Linked DNA regions of Triticum aestivum: region 2 is linked to region 1. A link is a contact called in public Hi-C data. All regions are on one chromosome and are shown on one strand. Each heading gives the region's core, a stretch centred on a gene start, on an enhancer-like site or on the middle of the called end of the contact. The rest is flanking DNA. Distances are from core to core; before and after follow the strand shown. Region 1 has its middle 25 kb from the start of LOC123119327. Region 2 holds the start of LOC123119363 (ras-related protein RABC2a).

Region 1 (4,582 bases), core at 1,292-3,791:
CTTGCCGAAGGCAACAGCCCACCGGTGAACTTTACTGTCAACGGTCATAACTACGACAAAGGATACAACCTAGGTGACGGTATCTATCCTCAGTGGACCACTATTGTCAAGACAATACCCAACCATGTCGGAGAGAAGAGGAAAAGATTTGTCCGAGAGCAAGAGAGTGCTAGGAAGGATGTCGAGCGTGCCTTTGATATTTTGCAATATCGATGGGGAATCGTTCGGTATCCTGCTAATACCTGGAGCACGCAGAAACTGTGGGAGGTGGTGACTGCTTGTGTGATCATGCATAATATGATCGTGGAAGACGAGCGCCCGGAACGTCTGTATGATCAAGGGTTTCAGTTTCAGGGTGAGAATGTTGTGCCTGAGCATGAAGTAGCGGCAACGTTTGAACAGTTCACCCAATTTCATCAAGACATGCATGCTTGGAAAACTCACGTGCAACTGCAAAATGATTTGGTTGAGCATATGTGGGCTCATGTTGGCAACCAATAGATGTATCTTCTTTTATTCATTTACAAAACTATGTGAGAACTATGTGAGACATTTTTATTTTCATTCAGTTTGTAATAACTATGCTATTTTATTCGATCCAAAACTATGTTATTTGATTCAAACTATGCAAATTCATGCAAAAAAATAGGGGGGGCAGGCGGCCACCCTGCACATATGGGTCAGCGCGTTGGGCACCCTGCCAACCCATATCTAAAACAGGGCGGAAGCCGGGCGAACGGCCGATCCAAACATACAAAAAGCGGACGAAATTGTCGTCCGTTTGAATCGCCCCATTGAAGTGGCTCTCAGGGCCTTTCCAAACGTTTGCCTTGCCGCCGGCAATGCGTACACAATGTGCACCATGATAGTGACGGAGCGAAGGGCATGCCAAAGAATCAATCTAGAGCAAGCTAGATCCTGCTGCTGCTGCTTCCAGCAAGCTTAGTATGTGTGTATTGCTGCGTATATGAAACCTACAACCAATGAAGTTTCAAACTTTGTACGGTCAGGTTAAGCGACCTGTGGTAATGGTTGTGGTTGTGGACGCGTATGAACGACGGCACGCGACATTACCTTGGATCCCGAGGCAGACGACGCCGCGTAGAGTGCGGGCGGCTCTGACAATGGCGTCAGAGTGATGCGACCGGAACTATGTCAACGGCGTTTGGCTCACGCGTTGGCCGATCAGACTGGAGAAGAGTAGTAGTTCTTGTCCACGTGAAGGAGAAGGGATTAAGGACGAAATTATACGTTGCTAGATTTATCTTTAACGTAAAAGGCGAAATCACTAGTTAAGGAATACTTCTTGCGGAGATCACTTCACCTTCCTCATGTTGCGACAAGTGGCACGCTGCATGTGCGTCACTTGTCGCAACCCGGAAGTTTTTTCTTTTTTCGTAGATCCGTTTATTCGAAACGTTTTATCTCTTAAACAGTGCGTCCAAATCTCGAACCGCTTTCGCCGTTGGATTCCTCGCGTCGAGATCTTTAAAACTAGATCTCATATTGATAGGTTTTGATAAACTTTTTTTTTCACGAAAAACAGAAAAAAAAAACCGAACCTGAACGCGGGTTTTTTTCTTTCCGAAAGAGACACGCCCGTGCCTCTGACGAAATCACAACCGTGCCTCTCGCAAAAGCAAAACCGTGCTTCTCGCGAAAGAAAAAAAAGAAAAAACATGTTTTTCCCTTTTCGAAAGAGACACGCCTGTGCCTCTCGCGAAAGCACAACCGTGCCTCTCGCAAAAAAAAATAGAAAACATATTTTTTTTCCTTTCCGAAAGAGGCACGCCTGTGCCTCTCGCGAAAGCACAACCGTGTCTCTCGCGGAAGTAAAATCGTGCCTCTCGCGAAAGAAAAAAACAGAAAACATGTTTTTTTTTCATTTCCGAGGAGGCACGGCCGTGACTCTCGCGAAAACACAACCGTGCCTCTCGCGAAAGGAAAAAACAGAAAACACGTGTTTTTTCCATTTCCAAGAGGCACGGTCGTGCCTCTCGCGAAAGCACAACCGTGCCTCTCGCGAAAACAAAACCGTGCTTCTCACGAAAAAATACGTTTTTTTGCAAAAAAAATATTTTTTTGAAAAAAAAATGGTCGAAAAGCTAGGAAAGACCGGATGAAAAACCAAAACGTAAAAAAACTGGAAAAAAATCCGTTTAAAAAGCCGAAAACGCGTGCGAAAAAATAAAAAAAAAACAAAATTCGGAGGAAGCGTCCAGAGCGCGACACGTGGTGAATGGCTGAAAGTGCGCCAATTGGCGCCGATCGTTGCCAGGCTCTTGAAGGAGCGCTTGTTAATTAGTTGCTCCCCGTAAAAGGAGACGCGGGAGAGAAAATAAAAAAGGCCGTTGGATGGAAAAGAGAGAACAAGAAGCACAGATGGGAGCATGGCGCGGGAGAAGCCCCGTCCGCACGCCATACCAGTCGAGACAGGGACTTGGTTACGTCAACACGAGCCACATATATACCCTGCTCTAGTGAGGGAGCGGCTTTTTCTTTTTTTTTAAGAATTAATGAGGGAGCGAGAGAAGAGGGACAGCGCCTATACGACGCAATAAGCGCTGGTTCAGGCAACTGGTGCCCACAGCCGCATCTGGTGGGCAGGCCCAGGAACAGGCAGAGTAAAAGCGTCCCAAAAAAGTTGTTACGAACAGGAATTGATATCATGCAATTTTAGAAAGACGTGATTTTTTGGAGAAAAAATGTAAACAAAGTTAAAAAAAATCGCGAATTAGGGAAAAAATCATGTATTCAAAAAATCATCAATTTGAAAAAAAATCATTGATTTGAAAATAGTTCATTGATTTTGAAAAAAAAATCATCAATTGCCAAAATGGTTTACAAATTTCAAAAAAAGTTCATCGATTTCAAAAAAAGTTCATCGGTTTGAAGAAAAGTTCATCGATTTTCAAAAAAGTTCAGAAATTCGGAAAAGAGTTCATCCATTTTTCTTTGAAAAAGCGCATGAATTTTCAAGAAGTTCTCTATGATTTTTTAAAAAAATTCATCAATTTTCAAAAAAGATTCCACAAATTCGAATAAAGTTCATCAATTTCAAAAAAAATCATCGACTTGGACAAAAGTTTGTCAATTTTGAAAAAAAGTTCACAAATTAAAAAATAAGAGTTCATCCATTTTTAAAAAGAGTTCACAAATTCAAATAAAAGCTCATCAATTTCCAAAAAATCATCAATTTGGAATAAAGTCACAGATTTTGAAAAAGTTCATGAAATTAAGAAAAATAAAACAAAAGGAAACAAGAAAAAGAAAAAAAAAGATAGAAGAAAATTCAGGAAAAGGAGAAGTAACCACAACGGGCGAGGTTACCGAGGTGGTCATGCCCTTTTATCATTAACTGCGAGCTCACAGGTTTGAGTCATGGCGAATTCACCTGCGCAAGCGTATTTATGTGGTTTTAAGAGAAAAAGACCTAAACGGGCCAGCCCAGATAGGCCGGGTGGTTGCTACTTGTGAGCTGTGTTGGAATTTTCCTGAATAGGAGAGGATGATACAGTACAATAGAGATAAGTATTTTTTTTCAGTTAAGAACCAAGGTTATCAATCCAGTAGGAGAACCACACAGGACCCCGTGAACAACACCTGCATAGTTATGACGATATTCAAGGCAATGATCATGTGTGCATCACGTCTAAGACAAGTACACCGACTCCTGCGTGTATCTACTACTATTACTCCACCAAACGACTGATATCCAGCCTGCATCTCCATCAAGGTTGTCCGCCCCACAACCACACCATGCCATAATCGGCCCATGCCCGCGTTTCGAATGAGCTTATTGCTGGCGTTCGCAGTTCCACCGGCGGGAGAGAAGCTACGACCGTCAACCCCAACAACTTCTGGCAGGCGCTGCATTTCTGCAGGGCGCCCGCTGATTCGTCCATTTTGCATCATGCTTTTATATTGATATTTATTGCATTATGAGTTGTTACACATTATAGCACAATACTTATGCCTTTTCTCTCTTATTTTACAAGGTTTACATGAAGAGGGAGAATGCCGGCAGCTGGAATTCTGGGCAGGAAAATGAGCAAATATTAGAGACATATTCTGCACAACTCCAAAAGTCCTGAAACTATACAGAGAATCATTTTGAAATTAATAAAAAATATTGGGCAAAGAAAGCACTAGAGGGGACCCACCAGGCAACCATAAGGGTGGGGGCGCGCCCTACCCCCCTGGGCGCGCCCCCTGCCTTGTCGTTCACCTGTCAGGCCCCCGGTGCCCATCTTTTGCTATATGAAGGGTTTTTACTTGGAAAAAAATCATAAGGAAGCTTTCGGACGAAGAGCCGCCGTCTCGAGGCGGAACTTGGGCAGAAACAATCTAGGGCTTCGGCGGAGCTGTATAGTCGGGGAAACTTCCATTCGGGAGGAGGAAATCGAAGCCATCGTCATCATCAACGATCCTCTCATCGAGAGGGGGTCAATCTCCATCAACATCTTCACCAGCACCATCTCCTCTCAAATACTAGTTTATCTCTTGTATCCGATATTAGTCTCAAAACCTCATAGGTACATGTGGGTTGCTAGTAGTGTTGATTACTCCTTGTAGTTGATGC
Region 2 (4,299 bases), core at 341-2,840, 210 kb before region 1:
GCATCTCTATGAGCAAATTCCAACCACTTGTTCTTGGATCATAAAAGTCTTGCATACACGACCGCTTACTTGAAGTTAGGACTTATTTGTGCTAGTTCCTACTGCGAAAGACCATACTTGAACAGTCGGAGAATGGGAAGAAATTGTGAACTCACCAGTATCCCATATAGTCAGCTTCAGTTTCTTTCCACCAACAGTAAGAAACTTGATTTTGAAATCAACTCCTGGCAATCAATGTGAAACAAAATTATAAGACATGTGAAGTGTACATATAATACAAAAGAGCATGCAATTTATAAAATAAAATGTGATGGTGTGAAATCAGAGTAGTATACAGAGCTGCATGCACAAGCATAACACCACTGTGATGTCTCAGGCCTAAGGGGTAGACTAGAGTTGGGACATGTCTTAAACGAGTCAGGACATATTGTCTGTCACACAATCTTGAGTTGCATAACACAAAGAGTTCACCCATAGGCCATAAGGCTAAACTGGCGAGAAAACATAGTGGCGGGAAGGACATACATAAGGACAGCGAGTTGAACCATTCCCATAGATTACGTGCAAGGTAAAATTGTCCAAATGACTTTTCTGAGATGGTTGCTTGAGATAGAAATAAGGTAGCACTAGTAAATTTTCTTTAGTGCGCAATCAGGTTTTGCTGCACAAGCATGGATCGCTTTCCTATCTCCCCAAATACTAGCTTCAGCATTTAAGCATTTGGGTTGATGGGGACCAACCTATTAGTGGCATATAAGACCAACTGTAAAGGACATATGGTACTGGAGTGGCATATAAGAGCATTGGAGACTACTAACTCCCAGCCCTGGCCAACGCCAACAAACAACAAGAAAGTGGAGACAATTCAGCAGAATCAAAAGCAGAGAACAGCTCGGACATTAATTAAAACTTAAAAGGAAAAGGTTTCGTTCACCGAAATGGGCGGAATCGCTGATGCCCTTAATCCGCTACCTACTGCCACTACACTATATACTCCGAAGCAATACGACGAGCGTACACTGAACCTCGTACTAGTCTGGTGTACCAAGCAGAGCGAGAGAGCGATCGGACTGGACGTGGCGCGGTGCGGTGGCGGGGTGAGACTAAGAAGACGTACCGATGGTGGGCGCGATGTCGTCGTCGAGGTTGGCTGCGGCGACGAAGCTGACGAGGAGGCTGCTCTTGCCGACGCCCGAGTCCCCGATGAGGAGGATCTTGAAGGAGCACTCGTAGCCGGCGCTGCCCCCCGGCGACACCGGCGACACCCCCATCCCCCCGCGCCGTCCCGGATTCGGCGCCGGTCGAGTCGAAGGTCAGGCGGGGCGGGGCGGAGGATTTAGAGGCGGAGGGGAAGGCGGCAGCGGCAGAGGAGACAGCCCGCCAGCCAGGCTGAGGCTGGTGCTCTCTGGCTTTGACTGGGCGAGAGGAGAGGAGAGAAGAGGTGGGGCGCGACGGCTGGTTTATGGGGTTCCGTCCGGTGGCGGTCCAAGTGGCGCGGTGGCACGCGGGCCGCGTTCCAGTTCAGGGACAAGGCGGAGGCCGGCCGCGCGCGCGTCCGATCGATGATCCGGGTGGAAAACGATGCGTGCCAGTCTGCCTGCCGGGGGAGGGTATGGTATGGGTCGGGTGGTGTTTGGCTTTGTCCCTGCCTGCCTGCCTGCGCGCGGCGCGGCTGGATCGGGTCGGGTCGGGGTGGGCGTTTCTGGCTCGTTGCGGTGAACGCGACGGGGTCCCGGCCCGATCGGCGCGGTGGGGTTGGTTTCTTGACTTGGAGTGATGAATGATGATTTTTTAAACAAATCGGGATGTATGATTGGTGGGGCGAATAATGTTGTTGCTGCGGCAGAGATGGTACGTAGAGTAGTAGGATGTGTGATCGTTGATGGCGATGGGGAGACCAGACCAGGTATACATACTGTATCTTATATACTAGGCGTCATGCAACACCTGGCGACGCGTGTGTCGCTTCGGCCGGCACGTAGCTTTTGTCTGCGTGACACGGCGTTAACGTGTCCGGCCGGCCTCTCCAGGTGAGGTGAGGTGATCGATCATGTCATGTGACTCGGCACGCGTCTGCGTCTAAAACCGTATCCTTGTAGGCTGATATTACGGGTACGTACTTGTATCTTTCGGTTGTTATCTCCAGTGCTCAAGGTGTGCTGGTTGGAGGGTGTAGCTTTCCTATAACTGTGTGGACGCAACGGCACTCGCTGGGAGACTTCTTTTTGTCTCGTGGCGCGTTTTTGTTCAAACTGAGAATGGGATTATACTTTTATGTTAGGGCATCTTTAACGGCAACCCATAATTTTTTTTTCTGCATCCGTCCGCGGGTAGAGGGGCCAATGTGTGGACTGGATGAGGAAGGACGACATCCAACACTAACATGTATATGTCCGCCAGTAAATTCAAATTCAAATATGCTCCAATCCGAACAGCGTGCCGGATCACATCAACGTCGGATCGTAAGCCCGATCACAACCCCAAAAAAGCAAATATGCTTAGTTTTTACATGCCCGAATCCAAAAGAACATCAGTTCGGCAGTCCGTGCATTTCTGCCCTGTTGGCCCGGCAATCCCAGCTGGCCGCTGGCCGACCAAGGTGGTGTCGTCACCGCTACGTTGGCAGCCTCTGCCTCCGCCGCGTCCTCATAGGTCGTCACCACCAACTCATCTTTCTACCACTGCAACATCTAGTAATGGGCGGATTGCATGGTGATTCTTGCGCCGGTATCCAAAGAGTCCATATTCAAGGTCAACATCTTGGCGTCCTCTGCATTGGCAACGATCTTCACCCTTTTTCCCTTGAGTGCGGCCTTCCTCTCTTCGATCATGGTCCTCCTCTTTTCGAGTTTGATCTTCTTGTCTGTTGCCTCTATCAACAATTTGAACCTCTTCGCCTTCCACTCCTCCTTGATTTCCGAGCGCTTCACGCATGACTCCTCCTTCTTCGTCAAGATGTCGCCGAACCCCTCTGCCAGCTTGGCCGCCGCACTTTCTCGCTTCGTCCTCTCTTCCTCCCACTCCTTCCCTCGTAAATTTCTTCTAACATTTTTGGCGGTTCTTGGATTGGGTCGATAGGGTCACCGATTTCTTCCTTGTTAGCTTGGGCAGTGGTCTTGGCAATGAAAAGGCTCCACTCTGGTTGCTCATTCAACTTCAGCCAACAATGCATGACGGTGAAGGAATTCTTCTTCTTCAACTTTTTGTACACCACACAAGTACGAGTAGGCTACAAAGTGAAACATTGCCTACAATGCATATCCGTCTAGCGAGCAACAAAACAATACAGACGTGTTTGGTTGTCTGCATTAGGCCCAACCAGGCCCACATAGGAAGAAAAACATCTGTTTGGTTGTCTGGGCTGCTTCTACATCTTGGGTTGCATGGAACTTAAAGTAGTCTCGGGCCAGTGTCGTGGTACTAAGTCTAACAGTAAGAATAGGGGGTATGTATGAGGAGGCGAGGCCCTAGCTACGACGAGATTGTACACACGAGTTTACGAGTTCAGGCCCCTCTCGGAGGAGGTAAAAGCCCTACGTCTCAGTGCCCTGAGGCGGTCGACTGGAATATGGGTGTGTGTTACAAGGGGTGCGAACCCTTGTCCTTGAGGAGGGGGGTGGCTTATATAGAGTACGCCAGCACCCCGGCCCACCTCCGTTACAGGGGTTCAATGTACATTAAGACATGACATTACTGGTAATGCCAGCTATAAAGTGTATTCAATGATCTTTAAGACTACAGAGTGAATGCCTGACCGTTGTCATCATGAGTGACTCTAGGTCTTCTGTACTCTGAGTGGATTCTTGTATGGTCGAATGACTCCATCCAGGTCGAGTGAAGTGGGGGTATCCGAGTGAGGTGACTGGTCGAGTGGATTGCACTTGGTGGCTTCAGTTGATACTTCCTGATGTGCTTTGAATGTCTTTGCTTCTAGGGTAGTGACCTTGGGTGGGGCTTATAGGTCAGGCCTATGACCCTACCCTAGGTCTATGGCGTCGTCATTAGCCCCCGAATGGATTGAGGTCCAAGTGGAAAGAAAGTTGAAGTTGAACCTGCCTTAATTCTTGTGCTTCACAAGTACCCATACTGGATTGGAGGCCCATGCTGAAACTTCGTCTTCATTTCAGTCGCCTTGATCGATTCAGAAGTTGTCGAGTGAACTTATGTTGGCACTCGTCAAGTGTTGTTACGATGCGAAATCATTGGTGTGATTCGTTACTGCGGATCCCGGATCTCACGGGATTCGAAAATTTAGGGAAGCGCGCGAGGCGGAGCGCTCCGTAGTAAGCGAGACGGATA

The links. A called contact is a pair of places that touch in the nucleus more often than the background predicts.
Region 2: a contact with region 1 is called in a Hi-C map of leaf, with 5 times the contacts expected there. The contact joins the promoter of LOC123119363 here to the enhancer-like site in region 1. A contact is called at or near these places in 2 of 5 Hi-C or Micro-C datasets (both in leaf) and 1 of 1 datasets of contacts at active chromatin or transcription factors (leaf).

What each region holds. Positions count from the first base shown.
Region 1 is chr1B:275,352,555-275,357,136 of IWGSC CS RefSeq v2.1, reverse strand. No RefSeq gene overlaps it. Among protein-coding and RNA genes, the nearest start is that of LOC123119327, 25 kb to the right of the region's middle. Within about 2 kb of position 2,541, at least 1 of the 8 cell types and tissues checked has an H3K27ac peak or open chromatin away from gene starts, as enhancers often do. A contact at or near this core is called in leaf, where this site is marked.
Region 2 is chr1B:275,565,501-275,569,799 of IWGSC CS RefSeq v2.1, reverse strand. It overlaps LOC123119363 (ras-related protein RABC2a), which reads right to left and starts at 1,590. Exons shown (of 6, transcript XM_044539156.1): 1 at 1,118-1,590; 2 at 156-224. The coding sequence starts at 1,271.